4 separate regions of the Mus musculus genome follow, and all the other regions are linked to region 1. A link is a contact called in public HiCAR-type data. All regions are on one chromosome and are shown on one strand. The core of a region is the stretch at or near the end of the contact, and the rest is flanking DNA. Distances in the headings are between cores, read along the strand shown. Region 1 holds the start of Mapk1 (mitogen-activated protein kinase 1). Region 2 holds the start of Nde1 (nudE neurodevelopment protein 1). Region 3 holds the start of Abcc1 (ATP-binding cassette, sub-family C (CFTR/MRP), member 1). Region 4 holds the start of Myh11 (myosin, heavy polypeptide 11, smooth muscle).

Region 1 (5,101 bases), core at 171-2,670:
AAACTCCTTTGAGTTTTTTGATTGGTTTTGTTTTTTTGAGACAGGGTTTCTCTGCATATTCTTGGCTATCCTGGAACTCACTCTGTAGACCAGGCTGGCTTCCAATTCATAAGCGATCTGCCTGCCACTGCCTCACAAGTGGTGGGAATCAAGGTGTGAGGCACCATGCCGCCTTGCTGCTTTTAGTTTTTAGTTTACTATTTCAGAAGCTTCCCCTCAAGTTAGAATGTTTCAAGTTCATAGAATGTTTCAGTCCTTCAGGAAACTGTTGCACAACACCTGGACCCGAGTCCCCAAATTTCTATGTCTTTTTCCAGTGTCCCTACCCACAGCTCTCTATACTTTCCCTTGGCTTTTTATTTCTTCACAACACTTAAGTGCAAATATTGTATTTTGTCTGTCTTTTCACTCTGGAAGCATGGCTGGCTCCAGTGCCGTAGATATTCAGCAAATCTTCTTGAACAAACCTCTAATTAGGGGATTCAATGTCTTGTGTTTTGGTTTCTGCTTACTTATGTCTCACACTGTTAGGTGTGTGTCACGGGCAAGAAGGTAGATATATGTAGTTAGTATAACAAAAGTTATATTTTATTATGCTGAAGGTCATCATGCAAGGTTTACAGTCTAAATTTCTTACAGTCCTAAGCCTGTCTCCCCAAGGTCACCTGTGTCACCTATCTTAGCTTCAGATCAGGTTTCTGATTTGAGGATCAGGACCCTGGCGGGGGGGGGGGGGGGGGGGGGGGAGTGGATTCTCTAGCCACAGAGCAGATCAAGGTGTATCTCTCCAGATGTGTAGAGCAAATCACTGCTTTTGGTCTCTGCTTATATTCTGTCCAGTGGGCATCATGGGGTTCTAGGACTGTATCTGGTTATCTTGCGTGAGTGATGTCACTGAGCTCTGGATCAGGAGCAGCCTTGGATGCTGTGGGATTCCTGCTTAATCTAGTTTTATATGTCTAAAAGGCATTTTTTAAAATTATGCTCATTACAGGGTGAAAGTTTTTTTCTGGGTCTGGGTTATGCTTTTTGGTTTCTGTCCCACTCTGATGGTCTAAGTTCATCAGAGTGCACAATGTGGGCCACGTATTCTTAGAGGTCTGTCTCAGGGGTCCCGTGGTTGGTGTGCAGTGAGTCCTCTGGTCTCAAGCCAAGTCCCTGGTCCCGTGTGAGTTCGTTCTGGACCAGGCACAGCACCAGGACAGTGGGTGGGACTCTGTGGGGTCCTTATGCCTAAATTCCAACCTAGCTCTCTAGAGCTACCCAGCGCTTGGGTCTCCGAGCGCACATGACGTCCCTCCCCCGCAGCCGCAGTGCTCCTGCCTCACCTCGCTGCTTCCGCCGACCCGCGAGACTCCGCCCTCTCTACCAAGAGAAGCCAATCAACACGCACGCCCTTGACTCCGCCCTAGCGCCCTTCGACGCGAACCCTTCCCTCCTCCCACTCGTAGCCCGCCCGTCAGGCAGGAAGGCTGGCAGTGGTTCTACCGGCGGTTAATTCTCTCCTCTGTGTTGTCCTCCTTCCTCGTTCCCGATCGCCGGCGGGGGCGGCTACACGGGCGGCAGCGCGGTTCCTGCGGGAAGCGCAGCATAAGTCGAGCGGCAGCCGCGAAGCGTCGAACCGAACGCGGCGGCGGCGGCGGCGGCGGCGGCTGTGCAGCCAACATGGCGGCGGCGGCGGCGGCGGGCCCGGAGATGGTCCGCGGGCAGGTGTTCGACGTAGGGCCGCGCTACACCAACCTCTCGTACATCGGAGAAGGCGCCTACGGCATGGTTTGGTGAGTATCCGCGCTGGATTTCAGGCCCGGCCTCACGCGGTCACCCTGTGCCCCCTGCCTGTGGCTGATCTGGACGCACCCACGGCCCTTCCCGCGCCTTGGCCTCGCGTTCTGCGGCGCCCCGGACCCCTGGCTTCTTGGCCTTCACTCCTGGAGCCCTGGGGCGGGGTCCTGGAGCCGGTCGAGGCTTAGGTGTTGCTCCTCGTCTTCCTCTGCTGCTTCTCGTTTGCGGTTGGAGGGGCAACCCCGATTGAGGCCAGGACTCGAAGACTCCGGGGCTTGGTCTTAAAGCGCGTACTTTCGAGGCTTCTCCCTCGGGACGGGAACGGAAGTACACTGTGTCTCCTAATTTATAGCATTATAGCCACCGCCTCTTGACATTAGATTAAAGCCAGGAATTGTATTAGATGCTTGTCCGTGGTGGCGGCGGCCATGGTTTTGCAAGACGGAATAATAGGCTTGTGTGCTGAGCACCAAAATATTTTTCTTCTCTTCTGTGTACGTGAACAGCATTCACAAAATATCTTAAGTAGCGCTAATGATGCTTTCTGCCTCGGGCTTAACCGTTAATGACACAGCGTTGGTTGTGGACATATTGAAATCTTGAAGTTTCAAAATGGATTTAAATATACCGATTGTGTTTCAGAAAGGATAAGCCAGCATCACTCTAGAATTATTAAGAAGTATTTGGAGTTAGTCCTAATTTGACTTTAAATTATCCCGTCGTTACCCTCAAGAGTACTCTCTTAACAGTGTGAATGTATCCATATGTTTTAGCCCGATTACTGTGATCGTTTCCCCATAACGTTTCAGTGTTCAAGAATAGTTTTTGCACGATCACTTGCAGGATTTCCTGCATGTGGAATGTTGAAGTGTATTGTTTTAACTAAAACAAGTTCATTTATCGAAGGTCTCTGAGATAGTTTAATTTAACTTAGCTATCTTGAGGAAAGAGAAGACAGCCTTTTTCAGATAAGGTATTGAAAGGAAGTCCTTTTACAGGGCGAAGAACTAGAATCAAGCTTTGCTGTAGAAAGATCCTGTTTTAAATGCTTCAGCTCTTGAGCTATTGCACAGGCCTCTCCTTGATTTAATAATCTCAGGACTTCGGCATATTTTCCTGATGAACAAGTCTATTCAGAAATGCATTAAAATTTGAATAGTCATAATTTTAGAAATGCCAGAAAAGGTGTGTTTTCACCAAGTGTGCTAACAAGATAGAATAATTAACGTTCTTTTTTTTTTTTTTTAAAGAAAAGACTCATGAATAGTTATATTTTTATGAGCAAAATGTCTCATAGTATACAATTACGAAGATAAAAGTGAACTGGACCTGCAAGTCAAAAGAGGAATGGAGAAAAAGTACTTTCCATATCACATTTGTCTTGCATGTATTACTACCCTGTACCTGCTGGTAAATATGCCAGTAACACTTATTATTGACACTCATGATTACCCACTATAGGCTCATTTATTTAAGGGGGGATTATTTTAAGTAGGGACAAAAAAAAATTAGGATCTGTCAGTTGAACTCACACATTCCCCACCACCCTGAGAAGATGGATTATTTAGATCCTGTTGCTATTCACCTTTGAAGTTTCCACTTGCTGTGCAGAATTCTTTTTAAAATTCAAATTTTAGGGGCTGGAGAGATGAGTCGGCATTTAAGAGCACTGGCTGATCTGGGTTCAATTCCCATGGCAGTTCACAACTGTCTGTAATTACAGTTCCAGAAGATGAGATGTTCTCATAGAGATGCATTCAAGCGAAACATTCATATGCATAAAATAAAGTTAATTCATTTTTTTAAGACAGGGTTTCTCTGTGTTGTTGCCCTGGCTGTCCTGGAACTCAGTTTTTAGACTAGGCTGGCACCTGCCTCTGCCTTCCACCTGGCACCTACAAATTTTAATTTTAAGAAAAATGCAGATGTAATTGGAATTTAAATCCTAACATCAGCCTTTTATCTCCAGATTGATAACATATCTTAGGTATCTTAGTATTTATTTAATAGTCTTAATTGTATGTCATTAGCATCTCATCAATGTTGAGTTTATGGCAGCTTCTTAAGTATCTACTTGAATAGTTGTGATCTTTAAAAAGTTGGAGAGATGGCATAGTGGTTGAATATCATCTGCTGCTTTTGCAGGACCTAAGCTCAGATTCCTGCATCTACATTAGATGACACTCCTACCCAACCCCTGGCTTCCAAGGGCATCTACACTCACGTGGTGCATAGAAAACTCACTAGGGGACACACACTAAAAACTGAATTTAAGAATAACTCTTTTAAAAAGATTATTTAAGGGATTTTAAGCTGTTCTTTAGCAAGATTTCCCTAAAACAGTTCTCCGGGAATAGTGCCTATCTGTTCAAGTTCCCTTCCTAGTCATTATGTAGAAGACAAAAAGATAAAATGTGGGGGTGGGGTGCAGGATAGATATAGCTCAGCAGTTGAGAGCTCCAACCAAAATTCAGTTCCTAATAGCCAGTAACTCCAAGTAATCTTGATGCCTCCGACCTCTTATGGGTGTCTCTGTGTGTATGCACATATATGGGTGTATGTGAGTACACATAATTAAAATTAAAATGTTTTTAAAAGAAGACTGAGTTTTGAGTTGGGCATTTAAATGTGGGTGTGATTTTGATAGACAGATAATAGGAACAGGTAACAGCTTGAGCTGTTGAGTCTAATCTTAGAAAAGTATTGAGGTAAAACACTGTAGAGGACTCCATAAGAAAAGTCGGTGGGAAAGAACGCATTGATGTATTTGAGAGTCATAGGCAAATTTTAAGTATGGTGGTGATACAGCAATCAGGCCGTTGTAGCCATCTCAAGGTGCAGTAATTCATTTCCAGTGGAGATGAGGAATCTTGAGCAAACAGAACCAGTCATAAGAGGTCTTGTGGAAAGTCACAAGAGATAGAATGAAGACAAGGTTAGTTATAAGGTGAGAAGCCAAGAAAGGTGGGTTTAGGTTTGAAGATTGCTGAGCTAAAATGAGAAGGTGTAGGACTGGTGCCATAATCCAAGAGAGGGGATACTGAAGGCAGAGTGGGTTTACCATGGAGAGAGAGATGGCTCTGTCAGTTTGTGGTGTTTGTAGCAGAGGCTGGAGAGGTGGCTCAGCATTAAGAGCATTTGTTCTTGCAGATGGCTTGGGTTCAGTGGTAGCTTGCAACTGCCCTTAACCCTGGTTCCAGGAAATCTGACATCCTCTGGCTCCACAGGCACATGAATGCACAAACATAAGCAGGTAAAACATACAAAAAAGAAAATCTTAAAGAAAGAAAGAAGCCTTTCTATATAGTGGGTAACAGTT
Region 2 (4,504 bases), core at 309-2,808, 2.8 Mb before region 1:
GAAGCTCCTTTTGTTAGGTACAAAATCGAAACACTTGGATTTCCTGTACCCTTTTTCTCATCTTTTAAACAATTCTAGGAGGCTGGAGATACAGCTGAATGATACAGTATTTGCTTAACATGGCCAAGGGCCTAGGTTCAAGGCCAACACTGCCAGAAATGTAAGCTAACTATGCCTTTCTCTGGCTTCCCAGTCTCTAAATAGTCTTCAGCAACATTTGGCATCTGAAATTCTGTTTCCGTTTACTGTATTAACCCTTTAAGATCAGATTCTTTGTCTTAGTCACCAGGTTGTAAAATTACCTGTGCCTAATAGTATTTAATAATTAATGAACAATTAATGGCTTAACGTTAAGAAATTATTATTAGCTGGGCCTGTGATCCCACTGAAAAATAAGGCTAAGGGAATACTCAGAAATTTGAGGCCAGCCCAAGTTACATAGGAAAAGTGTTTCAAAAAAGGAAAAAACAAGGGGCTGGAGAGATTGCTCAACAGTTAAGAACACTGATCTCCTAGAGGTCAATTCCTAGCAACCATATGATGACTTTTTTTTTTTTTTAAAGATTTATTTATTTATTATATGTAAGTACACTGTAGCTGTCCTCAGATATCCCAGAAGAAGGCATCAGATTTCGTTATGGATGGTTGTGAGCCACCATGTGGCTACTGGGACTTGAACTCGGGACCAGTCGGGTGCTCTTAACCCCTGAGCCATCTCGCCAGCCCTGTTTGTTTGTTTTTCAAGACAGGGTTTCTCTGTGTAGCTCTGACTGTCCTGGAACTCACGCTGTAGACCAGGCTGGTCTCAAACTCAGAAATCCGTCTGCCTCTGCCTCCCGAGTGCTAGGATTAAAGGTGTGCTCCACCACTGCCCGGCTTATTTACAAAGCACTGCACAAAGTCTTGTAAACTTATTTATTTAGCTCGGGGGGGGGGGGGGGGGACGACGACGACGACCATTTTATCCACGAGTAATTAAATACCTTGTTTCAAATACACATAGCTAGTAAGCGGCGGAGTTAGGATTCAAAGTCAAGTTCTTTCACATTAAACTATTCTGTCTCAGAAGAAGCCACAACAGTTAAAGATTCTATTTGGGGTGTAAAGTTGTGGAATAACAAGGGTCCTGTGGGCTGGGCGGAAGTTTGTCGTTCTCTATGCCTGTTTTTGTCTTTGTGCATTCTGGGCTAGTATAGCATTTTTGGAATCGGGTAGGGCACTTACAAGTGTAACCCAATATCAGCTATTCCTAATGCCCGGGTTTCTCCGACCAATTGCTCCTTTGTCTATTCTTGGGCAAGAGCAAGAGCAGATAAATGCAACCAGTGTGAAGGAGAGGCGTGCGGATGTTCCAGAGTGCGTGGCACGGCGAGTACCGAGCCGCCAGCAGGCCCTCTCCACGCCCGCCTTCCGGGCCAGTGGCCTGCGCCTCCTGCGGCCCCTCCCGCCCCCACCGAGGCTTGGCCCAGCCGCGCCCGGGCCTAGAGAGAAAAAGTTTCCAAACCTCGCTTCTTTGCGCTGATTGGCCGAGTCAGACGCGTCCCGAGAGCGGCAGCCAATGGGAGGCGCGCACCGCGCAGTACCGGCGAGGCTGGAGGGCAAGAAAGGCCTGCCGGCCCGCGCCTCGCTGGAATCGTCGCCGCCCGGGCTGGGTAAGTGGAGCCAGGCTGCGGGCGGGTCTCCGCCACGCCCGCAGCATCCATCCGACGTGTCCCCCACACCTGCCCTCCTCAGCTTTCCACCTTCCATCCGTGAGCTCCGCCGCTCGCCCTGGCCAACTCCGTTCCTCTTCTGCTGGCTGCTTTTCTATCCTCGAACGTCCTCAAGACCCATGCCCACGCCGCCCCAAGGCCCCCGAGTTCTTAGTCTGCCCCTTCACCCCACAGTTTCCGGGTCCCCAACTGCTGCCGCACGGATACCAACCTATATCCAACCTTCCCCTCGATGCCTATAGGTCTCGGCCGCTGGACGTTTCAAATTTCCCTAGACAGCACTTTGGATCGGATAAACTTTATCCGACAAAGGGTGAGAGTGCTTACCCCACACCTTGGATGTTGGCCCAGCTCACCTCTACCTCTTTGAGGTCCTGGGCAACCCGGAGTCACCTTGACTCCGGAGCGACTTCATATTTCCTAAATCATCTCGACTTTTTGCCAGGTTGTGCATCCTTCTGCGCTTTAGCCGGATCCTCGCTCAACTTCTCTAGCTGGGTGGAGGTTTGTAATTGGCTCTGCCACCTGTTTCTGTGTATTGTGTGTTAGGATAACATTTTAGGACTCAGAAGGGGTGCTTTTGAAGTATAGTCTGATAGAAACTACTCCAGAGCCTGAGGGTATCTGACCACGCACTTCTCTTCCCCAGCACACTGGTATTCAGCCCGTTTTGAGGTTTAAGTAATTCCCCTTTCAGAATTCCATATGGAGTTCAGTAAGAGGAACTTACAGAACTATGACCAACCCTCCAACCCCTCTGAAGTCGCATGTCTTTGTACTTAAGCAGCAAGAAGACAAGCTAGGCTTAGTGACTGACTCTTGATGTGTTTGACCTGGAACTTGCTCTATAGACCAGGCTGGCCTCGAACTCAAGTTGATTCTCTTGCCTTTGCCTCCCAAGTGCTGGGATTAGAGGTGTCCACCATCACCTGGCTCCCATTCACGTCTTGTTTATTTGAGAGAGATATAAACTTGGGCTGGAGAAGGGTATTGGTTCATTCGATATTGGCATCGAGTATTGGTGATCAGCTTGGCTAGCTTTCTTCACTCAGACATCACTTTATTTCTTTCCTAGAAATTTGAAATTAGAGGTGTGTGACTTGTGTGTGTTCTCAGACAGTTTTGTAGACTTAATTTTGGGGGACTCCTCCCAACAAAACCAATCCTAAGGACTGAAAGTTCTTATTTCAAAGTGTGAGGACCTAAGTGATGTCCCCAGCACCAAAAAGCTGGTGTGATGGTGCACACCTGTGATTTGCAGTACCCAGCTTGGGGGACAGGGGGGCCCTGAGGCTTGCTGCCCAGTGCAGGAGAATGTGAGCCCTGGGTTCAATGAGAGACCTTACCTCAAAAATAAATAAATAAATAAATAAATAAATAAAATTAAAAAGGTGGAGAGTGATAGAGGAAGACACCTGATGTCACTTCTGACCCTGCATGCACACAAACACCTGCACACACACACACACACACACACACACAAACCCCACTTCTGGCTCCTCATGCACAGGAATACTTTGCACATACACAGAAACCCCGTGCTGAAATGAATTCTTAGACGTGTAAAACCACCTTACGGGAAACAGGTACTTTTTAAAATTTGCTTTTTGAATTTTGTGTGGTGTGTGTACTTGTTAGCATAGAGGTACTGTGTGGAGTACCAGAAGTCTATAAGAGGACTCTTTCTTCTGTTGTTTTCCATCTTAACTCTTGTATTGATTTATTTTAAGTTTTTGAAACTCCTTAGTTGGGCTAGGTTGGCTGGCCGCTGAACTTTAGGGATCTTGCCTATCTCTGTCTCCCCACACCTAGCACTGGGATTGTAGAACACCAGTGTGCAGCTTTTTACATGGGTGTTTTGTATTTGAACTCAGGCTCTCGTGTTTGTATGAGAGCCTTTTACTAGTTGAGCCATCTCCCCTGCCCTACCAAACATATTTGTGTGGTCCCTGAATTGGTCCACAGAGGCGTAAGATAGCAAGCACCAAGGCATTGAAAAGCAAGTTACCAACACATGAGTAATATAAATGCACACCATATTCTCTTGGTTTTTGATAGGACTTGGAATTAAACCCATGTGCCTTAGCCGAGGTCTCCCCTGCCTGAGCTGGTTACCTAGTGCTTTGTTTCAATTTTATTTTTGAGATAAGAGTCTTGGTCTTTCTAAGTTGTCCAGATTGGACTCACATTTAGAAATCCTCTGCTTCACATGTCATAGTAGCTGGGATTGTAGGCGTGGACCACCACTCTGTTTTTAAGATAGCAGGCACAAAGCTATGTGAACTGCAACCTGGTATTAACACCTATTATAATGGTGTTTTTAAAAGACTGTGGTCCAAACTGACTTCCTGCCAATCTATGTGCAACTTTGCAGTTCTTGAATTGACTTCAAAAAAGACATAGTGCATTCGGGTCTAGTTGCTTCCACCACTGCTTCATGGTTGTTAGAGATGATCAAGGCTGCAGTAGCTGCTGCCTCTGGCTGTTCCTGCTCCTCTTCCTCCCCCCTTTCCCTTCCTCTTTCTCTTTTTTCCCCCTTCTCTATTCCCTTCCTCCTCATTTTTTTCTCACTATCATCTCAGGGTTCGTGTGGCCCAGGCCTTCTCAAGGATGGCCTTGAACTTCTGACCCTCCTGCTTCCGTCTCCTTGATGCTGAGATTCCAGGCATGCAAGTGATGGAACCCTAGACTTCACAAATGTTAGGCAAACCCTGTACCAGTGACTGCTCTGCCCATCTCCTAGAGCAGAACAGCCTAAAGAGGTTAAAGTCTCTTGAAAAGTTATTCCACAG
Region 3 (4,631 bases), core at 580-3,079, 2.6 Mb before region 1:
CAGACTCCAGGTTCTCAGGTTTGTGCAGTAGTACTTACCCAGCTAAGCTTTGTCACCAGAACTGCTCTGTTCTACGTTTTGTGTCAGGGTCTCATGCAGTCCTGGTTGGCCTCGAACTCAAGATCCTCCTTCAGCCTCCCAAGTACTGAGATCGTGGGCGTTCACCACCAGTCTTGGCTGCTTCATAGTTTTCTTATAGGCTGCTTTCCTCAGCTCAAGACACAGCCCAGCCCAGGCTGGAATCCCAACCATGCTTGTGTTTAGCTCAAAAGCTTTCTTTCAGAAAGCCTTCTAGACTTTTACCTGAGCAGGCCTGGCCCCCTTGATCCTCTTTATCCCCTTCCTGGATCTTGCAACAGTTTCAAATACACTTTCCGATTATGAAAGCATGTCATTAAGATCTGTTGCCTTATCACTAAAACACATGAAAATACAGCTCCACTTTCCCGTCTGTCAGATCTGAGCATATTCCAGCTGCTAGCTTGCTAGAGCCTAGCAAGACTCCTGCTATACAGCAGATGCTCAATAAATATGGGTAACAGTGCATTGAGAATTGTTACCTGAAAGTAATTATCTTTAAAAAACTTATTCACAGAGGTAAAGAAACTTCCTGCCAAGCCTGATGACTTGAGTTAGCTCCCTGGAATCCACAAAGTTCCACAAAAAACAACTCTCCCAGGCTGTCCTGACCTCCACAAGCACAAGTTTATATACACACCCACACACATACACACATAGAAGTAAATGCTGTTACTACAACCACCACCTCCACCACCACCACCACCACCACCACCACCACCACCAAACTCTTATTCATACTGAGGGGGACCTGACTTGTGGTTGACCTTCAAAAATTGTTTATCTTACTCATTTTCTTTATTACTTTTTAAATTAAAATATTTTTTCAGGGGTATACATAGCTCAGCTGGTGGAGTGGTTCCTGCTGACAACAAAACCTAGGAGGAAGCCTGGGTTTTGTTGTCAGCGCCCCAGGTGGCTGGGGTAATAAGAAGTGGAGGAAAGGTGATGCACACCTTTAATCCCAGAGCTTGGGAGACAGAGGCAGGCAGATCTCTGAGTTCGAGGCCAGCCTGGTTTACAAATTGAGTTCCAGGACAGCCAGGGGCTTCATAGAGAAACTTCAGTCTGTCTTAAAAAAAAAAAAAAAAAAAATGGAGGCAGAGGGGCTCACAAGTTCAGGGTCATTCATCCTCTACTACATAGTGCTTTAGAGGCCAGATTTAGTTATTATATGAAACCCTGTCCCCAAATTCCTCATACCAAGTAATAAGGAAATGAGTTATTTCCTGGCTGCACTCAGAATGGGAGAAATTCCCAGGGTGCTTTGCAGACCATGGAGGAGGGGTGGCAAACTGGTGTTCAGGATGGAGATCTCAGTGTTTAGAATGGATTCATAGGGCTCCTGATTCAAACGAACTACACTTCTACTCGTTGAGGGACTCTGAGCGAATTTCCTCACCTTTCTGAGCCTCAGTTTCCTTATCTGTTCTCTTTCCTTTCTTGGGAGCTCACATCCATATCCCTCCAGGTGCAACTGAAGGAAAAAGCCCTAAAATCACGCAAGCACCGAGCGTTCTCCCGCAGCGGGGGGCCAGCGGTACAGTTAGGGTCACCTGGGATGAAGCCCAGGTGTGGAGGGCCCAGTGCGGGGTTCTTCCGGGCCGTGTCGGCTTTAGGAGCCGCCAGTGAGTGGGAGCTGCAGACGAGGCCTGCAGGCCCAGGCCAGGGCAACTCGTGGCCGTGCTCGCTCCCACGCGCGGGGCGGGGCGGGGTGGGGCGGGGCTGCATCCCGGTGACGCGGGCCAACCGCGCGGCGCTGCGCCTCCTCGCTCAGCCGGCCGCCCGCATGGCGCTGCGCAGCTTCTGCAGCGCTGATGGCTCCGATCCACTCTGGGTAAGGTGGTGGGCCGCGGGGGACGGCGCGGGGGCGACCGGGGACTCGGAGGACGTGGGGGGACGCTGGGACGCGCGGACCCAGCTGCTCCCCTAGCCGGAGCCCTGCTCTGCTTACGCGGGGATTCGCCACCCGGGCCCCGGCGTAGCCGCCGCTCTCTTACTCTGGGGACCGGGTTCCGGGAGAGCTGGGTGTGTGCGGGGAGGTGCCTCTGTGCTTTGGGGTTCTGCCATCGGGAAGGGACGCCAGATCTGGAGGCAGCAAATTGGGGATTTTCTGTGTTTTGTGGGGGTAGGATCTCCGTTTACCGCGCACACACTATCATAGAGCACCGTGCAGGAGCCCAGACTCTAGAAAGGGACTTCCCATCGCTTGTGTTGGGGTTCCCCACTGTTTGTTTTACCTCTCGTTTACTCTGGCTTCATGTTTTTTTTTCTCATCCTCTCTCCTTTCTGCCTAAATGCTATCAGGGAACTTTAAGGAAATAAGGAAAAGCCAAGAGAGGGGAGAAGGGCCTTTCTGTCTCTTTTTGTAGGTTTGGGGTGCAGTGGAAAATGCCCTGGACTCTGTAACCAGGAGAGTGCCTTCTACTCTGAGTCAGAGAGACTCCGCTGCTCTGGGGATGTCCCGGGGACTTCAGGCCCTCTCCAGGTAGCTTTCTTGTGAAATGATCCTAGGCTGGGTTCCCTGGCTGACTGCTCTAATCTCCAGTGCTTGTGTATTTCGTGTTCCTGTAATGCTGTTCCTGTAATGCGATTTGCCTGTTATTCCAGAACACTCCTGCATCACATTGTCCTGATTATTAGTGACTACAATAGGAAACCCTGGACACAATGACTTTTCTTTTTGTTTGAGAAACAAGAAAAACATCCCTGTTTCTTAGCAGCTGATGGTTAGCGCCCACAAGTATTTGTTCTGTTTTGTGGTACCTCCGTGATAGACTGCATTAGGAATGATGACCCCTGAAGGCCCCCTGGGAGACTTTTGGGTGAGGAGGGTGCCAATTTTGGTTGAGAAACTTACCATACTTGGATAAATGGTTCATTTTAAAGCCAAGAGGTTGGAGGTTTCTCCAGAGCTGGAAACAGAGCTTGTGATTTACATTCGGGAGTCTGCAAGAGATAGGTGCCTGTTTGCCACACAGGAACACTGTGTGTCCTCTACCCTTGTGCCAAGTGTAGAGACAACGAGGTTATTTTGCAAGAACTCAGGGGGATCTGGGTCACTAACATGGGTGCTGGAGTATTTCCTGAATTTCTTTTTTCTCTTATGGTGGAGGGGAAGTAGACATTAGATTTTCTACCAGTTTGCATATTTTATTTTTGCATATATATAACACACACATACATATATTGTGTGTGTGTGTATGTTTGAGTGTATGCATACCATGGCACATGCGCACATCAGACTTGTGTGGAACTCTCTTTCCACAGTGTGGGTTCTGAGGTCCTCAAGCCTCTCACCAGTTCACATCTGGATGTATCCTATTGTTGCGCAGTGATGACTAGGAAATGTTGGGAGGTATTCTCTAGCTTCTAATATGCTAAAAAGCCTACCCAAGAAGCCTGACTTGGTGTTCTTTCCTTCTTGGAACTTTTTGCCACAGAAAATGAAGATGGATGGATTGTGTTTGGCAGTAGTGGTGGCTGGCCTTCCCCTTAGGCAGCTTCCCATCCTCCCTTAAGTCTCATCTTGCAGATTTCCTTTCGGCCCCTCTTCTCTCTCACTGGTCTAGGCTTGATGGACACCCTGTTTCTGGAGTCCTGGAATCAGAATGGGTGAGAGGGCCACTGGCAAGCAAGAACTTATGTGTAGCTAGAGAATCCAAACACAAAACAGAGTGGGTTGGTTGGCCTGGTGTGCACCTATCTGTAATCACACCATTGGGAAAGCTGAGGCAGGAGAAGTGAAATTCAGGCCAGCTGTGCTAGAGCAAGACTGCTTCAAAGAACAATAAACTAAAGTAGGTGGCTTTGCACCAGCATATCTATACCGCTGCCACACCCTGCCATTCTAGACCTCACCATCTTGAGTTGTTTCATTGTTTACTGTGCTCAGTTTCTATAGAACAGCCCTTCTGGGCTGCGGCCATGGTCTTATCAGTGTTCGTGGTCTAGCCTTCTCTCATGTATTGTATTGTATCCCAACTGCAGCTTCCCCTCCCTCCTCCCCTCCTTGTTCCTCCCTTCACATCCCCATCTTCCCCAGATCTGCTCCTGTTTCCCTTCAGATGGGAGCAGATGCAGAGACCTACAACCAAATATTAGGTGGGACTTGAGGAACCACAGAAGATGGGGAGGAAGGATTGTAGAAGCCCGGTGTGAGGACACCAGGCGAGCACAGCCCACAGAATCAGCGAAGCAGGGCTTGTAAGGACTCCCGGAGATCGATGGGAGTGGGCTGCTGTCCTTTTGCTACTGGTACTTGGATCCTTTTAGGACCAACATTATGCTTAGAGAAGTCAAGATTCCAGCCGTCAGGAACCCTCTCGGAGTCTTGCTCCTGGGCTAGCTCGGGTCTACTGCTGAGAACTTACAACCTTCCCTTGTGCAAAGGTCTAGGATGAGAACAGAGAAACAATGTTATGTAAGTGGAAAGCTGAGCTAAGAGCTGGCAGGGGCTTGCTTTATTCAGTGGGAGTGTGGAGCTGGTAGGAAGTCCGTGGTTTTGTGGCTGATCTTTGAGAGAAGGTTGGGAAAAGGGACTTGGGCCTTTC
Region 4 (4,854 bases), core at 1,365-3,864, 2.7 Mb before region 1:
CTAGCTAAGTGATCTTCGACTTCTGAGAAGACTAAGCAAGTGCTACAAAAAACGTTAAGACACTGGCTTGTTCTCAACAGTCCCATTTTGCAGATGGGAAAATGATCAGGGAGGCCAACAGCAACAACATATTTTTAAAGATCAGCTGATTTCCAGGTAGCCCAGGCTGGCTTTGGACTCACTCAGCAGCTGATTTCCAGGTAGCCCAGGCTGGCTTTGGACTCACTCAGCAGCTGATTTCCAGGTAGCCCAGGCTGGCTTTGGACTCACTCAGCAGCTGATATGACCTTGAACTCCTGCCGTCTTACCTCTCAGATGCTGGGGTTGAAGTTGCGCACCATTAGGCTGGGGTTTGATTTTTTTTCCCATTTTTTTTTCCTGAGATAGTGTTTCCTATTGTAGTCCAGGATGGCCTGAACTTGCTATGTATTCCAGGTTAGCCTCAAACTCTCATTAATTCTCTCACCTTAGCCTTCCTTCCAAATGCTAGTATTATAGACATGAGCCACTATACCTGGCAAAATAATGTGGTTAAGACCTTCTGAGTATTTGAAATAGGATATAGTTTTCTAAATTACTCAATGGTTCATCAGATGTAAATACCACCTGTTCTTATTAAATGTATGGAAGACAGGAGCTAATTTCCACCAGAAAAAAATATACAAATAGAACTTCCAAATAAGAAGAGAGAGGGAAAAAAGAGCCTCACTGTCTTCTAAGTGCCCCCCATCTCTACAGGGAAAGACGGTGAAGCACCCAGAACCCAAGCCAGCCAGGCTGCATAGCAAGGCTGGGTGATTGGCCAAGGGGGCTGGGGATGGCCTCGTAGAAAACACTACCATACAAGGGCATGTCTGCCTCCAGCCCAGCCTCTCACAGAAAAGTAATGATAAATCCATAGTGACTACCTTGTACGGAAGAGAGGCTCTATTTCAGATATAACAATGAAAGTCCATAGTGCTTATGAAGCAAACCCACAGGTTTCTCCAGGGTGGCTCAGCACGGGCGTGTTTTGGGGTCACCCAGCCTCATGGACTCCTACCACATCTGTTTCTCTCTAGGGAACAGCCTTTGTCAGTTTAAATTGGTAGAAGGTTTCAATCTTCTTCAAAAAGTGGTGGAGTCCACCAGAAACAGGAGTCCAACAAATTTTGGTTTTCAGGAAAGACAAAGAGCTGTCACGACAAGATGATCAACTTCGTGATGAAGTGTATATAATGATTCAAATAACTTGATTCCACTGAAGTGCTGTTAAGTACCTGGCTTGTTAAGTGTGCCATCAACCACATCAAAAAAGAGAAGGTGTTCCTTGCCATGAGAGACTTTTGGACCTGTATGGTCAAGCTCTCTTTCTTTAAGTCAAGTCTAAAATAGCATCTTGAAGTAAACTGAGCAAGAGAAGAACCTTCACCAGAGGACACAGAACGGAGCAGAGCAGTGTGCTGAACACAGCCGGACGTCCCTTCTTTCCCAGCAAGCTCCATGGCTTCTCGCAGTTCTTAGAGGTAGAACCTAAACAGCCTAGTCCCGGCTTTCTAAAAGGTTTCTTTTGTTCTCTGACAGACATAACTTTGAAAGGTGCTTTCCAAACAATTCTGAACTGGAATCGCAGAACTTTCTCCTGCTAGTTCCTCTCTCTGTCCTAAGAGTAACCTTCCCACTGAGGAGCCCCAAACCCAGCGCCTGCTCACTCGGTGCACCTGGGGGTGGGGAGGCAAATGGAGCCTCCGCACCCACCTGGACATCTGAGGCCCTAACCAACCAGGAGAAGAACTCCCTTGTTAATTCACAGAGTCTGGGGTCTGGAAGGGAACAGAGTGAAAGAAACTAGCCATATCTTACAATAAGCAGCCTTGTCTACCAGTAACAATCCACAGCAAAATCACCTAAGTAGATGGAAAACACACACACACACACACACACACACACACACACACACACACACACACCACAGCCTGTGCTCAGAACTATCAACACTTTCACCCATGTTTCTGAGTTACTTTGTGCAATGGTCAGTGGATTATCCATCCCATGACCTAGTCAGACTAACCTTGGGTTCCGATCACCATCCCAAATACTGGGATTTGAACCCAGGACCCGCAGTGCTCTACCACAGCACATTTGTCCACTGTGCAGCCTATAAACACTGGTTGGTTTTTAAGTAGACCATTTTGTTTTTTAGACTCTAGTCTTAAAATACCTGGAATTGGGCCCAGCCACCAGAATCTTTAATTGCTTACTCCACTTTCCCAGGTGGTTCTGCTCATGGGCAACCTGGGGATGCTGGTTTGACGTGGTGGGTAGTGGGGGGGGGGAGGGGAGTAATCACAGGAGGTCTAGAATGATCCTGTACCCGGCTTCTTCCCATTGTCCTTATAAGAGATAACAATCAGGACCCCTGGAGTCCCCACTCCCAGGAGGATGCTTTAGAAGGCTTAAACCCACCACCCAGGCTTGCCCCTAAGGGACCAACTCTACTTACAGATCTACTCCGGGGGTGGATTAGCAGGAGGACACCGGATGGAGAGCTCGGATCTGGCACTGATCCCAGGCTGGGATGGTCCAAATCTCTCTGTAAGCTTCGGACGCCTGGCTTTATAGAGTCAGCGCTATCTGAGAGTGGAAAGGGGAGGTGGCTGTCGGACGTCCGAGAGTGGGAGGATCCTCTTCCCTTCGCGGCGCCCCCTGCAGGTGAGGAACAGAGCCGCACTGACCCACAGCCTCAGGCTTCGCTCCCTGTAGCCACCCAGATCCTGGGTCCTTACAGAAAAGGAATCCGGTATACAGAGTCTGTAGGGAAACGTGAGAATTTCTCCCCCTAGGTCCATTCCAGCTGGATTTTAACCTCTTCCTGTTCATACATACTGGAGGCTTGATACCTCCCACTCTCCTTCATCCCCTCTTCATTCACCTGCCACCTCTTAGATCTGAGGGCGGTTGTGTTTAGCAAAGGGAGGGGAAAGGTGATTTTTTTTTTTTTTTTTTGAACTCTGCAAGGTGCAAAGCAGGTCACCGCATATCCTCCAGTGACTGCTGGGAATGTGTGGGAAAAGAAAGGGAAACTTGTTTTTCCTAACTTGTTCTTTGCAGTTCCATTCATGCTACAACCAAAATTAAATATAATCCCAGGGTGCCTGGAACCAATAACGTGGTTTCTCTGAACATCGTTGAAAAGCGGGGTGCTGCTGGAGAAAGAGTGCATTATGGCACTTGGAGGATGCGTGCTAAGACCCTAAGAGAATGCGGGGTACTTGCTGGTCCCCCGCAAGTTCACAGCTGTCCCCCCTCAGCAAGGGATACTTCTCAATCTCTTTCCCTTAGCCCTGTATGGATCTAGGTCCCTGTCTCCCTGTCTCTTTTGTCGGACCTGACACACTCTCCATTACACTCTAGCTTTGATTTCCCTGTGACGATTTTTGTTCTGTCTCTATCATTTCATCTGTTATGTCCCTAAAGTCAGTTTCTTTCTCTCTCTCTCTCTCTCTCTCCCTCCCCCTCCCCCCCCCCTTGCACACACACCACTCAGGCCATAAAAGGAAGTCGAGGCAGAGCTGGCCCCACGCCAGACCGGGGACGCCTCGCTCCCCGCGCGCGGACCCTCGAGGTCCCGGGCTGGTCCTCCCTCCTGGGCCTGGGCGGGAGACAACCCAAAAAGGCCAGGCGCAATTCTCGAAACAGGAATTCCCAGCGTGGCATACCAGCGGGGCTCTGGCTCCCCCTGACTAAATATGGTCCCGCGCAGCCTCCCGCTGAGCCCGCGGGGCGGTATAGGGACCCCAGTGCTCAGACAGGAGCTCCAGACCCAGGTGCAGCTGGTTCTTCCAACCCAAGGATGATTCTGGCCAAACCTGCCCCAGCCCTATTTTGCAGGCCAGAAGACTGAGTCCTGTGAGGGTCCTTAGCAAGCTCAGTACTGTTTAATACCAATGTTCACTCTGGAGAGCTGAGTTACGGATCACTGTGTACAAAGCCAACAGGGGTGCTGTGTGGCCTTTCATATCCCAGCCCATCTGGACCCCTTCCATATCCGTCCAGGACCAAGCTCACCTGCTTCTCAGACTTGAAAACATCTGGATCTTGGTCCTCCCCATCCCCATTCCTAACCCCATCCCAGCCTCACTGGGCAGCAATACACAGAGCCAAGGACAGCAGCTTGGCTGCCTCGATGTAGAGGTGGGGGAGGAGCCCTCCACATGATGGACGAGGCTGCTTCCCCAAAGCCTCTTCGCAGCTGCACGTAAAAGGAATGGAAACCGTCTGGGCATTGAGCCCAGGAGGAATGGAAGAGGGAAGCCCAGGACCCACCTGCACCTATCCCAGTCTGGAACCAGCCCAGAGCTTGCCATCCCCGTGTTAGGAAGGAAGGGCACTCCCGCAGCAGGCCTCAGTGAAGTCAATTCCAAGGAGCACAGCTGAGTTTTAAAGAATGGTATCAATTTTGAAACAAAACTAATTTCAGTACAAGGAGAGACTGGGTCAGTAAGACTGGTCAAAAGCACTTGCTGCCCAAGACTGCCTTGAGTTCCATCCTTAGGAGCCACGTGACTGAATGGAACACATCATTCTCTGACTTTCACGTGTAAGCAGTAGGGCACCCTGCTCCCCAATCAATTAGTGTTAGCATTTTTTTTTAATGGAAACTGTGTTGTGCATGTGGTAGATGTGCACACCCGTCAATCGCAGATGTCAGTTCTCAGGACCCATCTACCACAGGGTCTCACTGTATACACAGTTCTAGCTCGTTGGCCTCAAACTCTGTGTAAACCAGGCTGGCAACAAACTTGCTTTACACATGCTGGGATCCAATGTGTGCACATCTGACATTGATTTTGTTGTTTTTACTTTGTTTTTGAG

Evidence for each region. HiCAR-type assays count read pairs that join an accessible place to other places.
Region 2: a HiCAR-type map of astrocytes shows a contact between it and region 1, with 4 times the contacts expected there. The contact joins the promoter of Nde1 here to the promoter of Mapk1 in region 1. A contact is called at or near these places in 1 of 39 promoter capture datasets (liver), 1 of 484 Hi-C or Micro-C datasets (uterus) and 1 of 115 datasets of contacts at active chromatin or transcription factors (astrocytes).
Region 3: a HiCAR-type map of astrocytes shows a contact between it and region 1, with 5 times the contacts expected there. The contact joins the promoter of Abcc1 here to the promoter of Mapk1 in region 1. A contact is called at or near these places in 2 of 39 promoter capture datasets (cranial neural crest and second pharyngeal arch cranial neural crest) and 1 of 115 datasets of contacts at active chromatin or transcription factors (astrocytes).
Region 4: a HiCAR-type map of astrocytes shows a contact between it and region 1, with 5 times the contacts expected there. The contact joins the promoter of Myh11 here to the promoter of Mapk1 in region 1. A contact is called at or near these places in 1 of 39 promoter capture datasets (cranial neural crest) and 1 of 115 datasets of contacts at active chromatin or transcription factors (astrocytes).

The regions. Positions count from the first base shown.
Region 1 is chr16:16,981,962-16,987,062 of GRCm38.p6, forward strand. It overlaps Mapk1 (mitogen-activated protein kinase 1), which reads left to right and starts at 1,421. Exons shown (of 9, transcript NM_011949.3): 1 at 1,421-1,778. The coding sequence starts at 1,666.
Region 2 is chr16:14,161,717-14,166,220 of GRCm38.p6, forward strand. It overlaps Nde1 (nudE neurodevelopment protein 1), which reads left to right and starts at 1,559. Exons shown (of 9, transcript NM_023317.2): 1 at 1,559-1,652.
Region 3 is chr16:14,359,729-14,364,359 of GRCm38.p6, forward strand. Abcc1 (ATP-binding cassette, sub-family C (CFTR/MRP), member 1) reads left to right here and starts at 1,830. Exons shown (of 31, transcript NM_008576.3): 1 at 1,830-1,915. The coding sequence starts at 1,868.
Region 4 is chr16:14,288,794-14,293,647 of GRCm38.p6, forward strand. It overlaps Myh11 (myosin, heavy polypeptide 11, smooth muscle), which reads right to left and starts at 2,615. Exons shown (of 41, transcript NM_001161775.1): 1 at 2,483-2,615.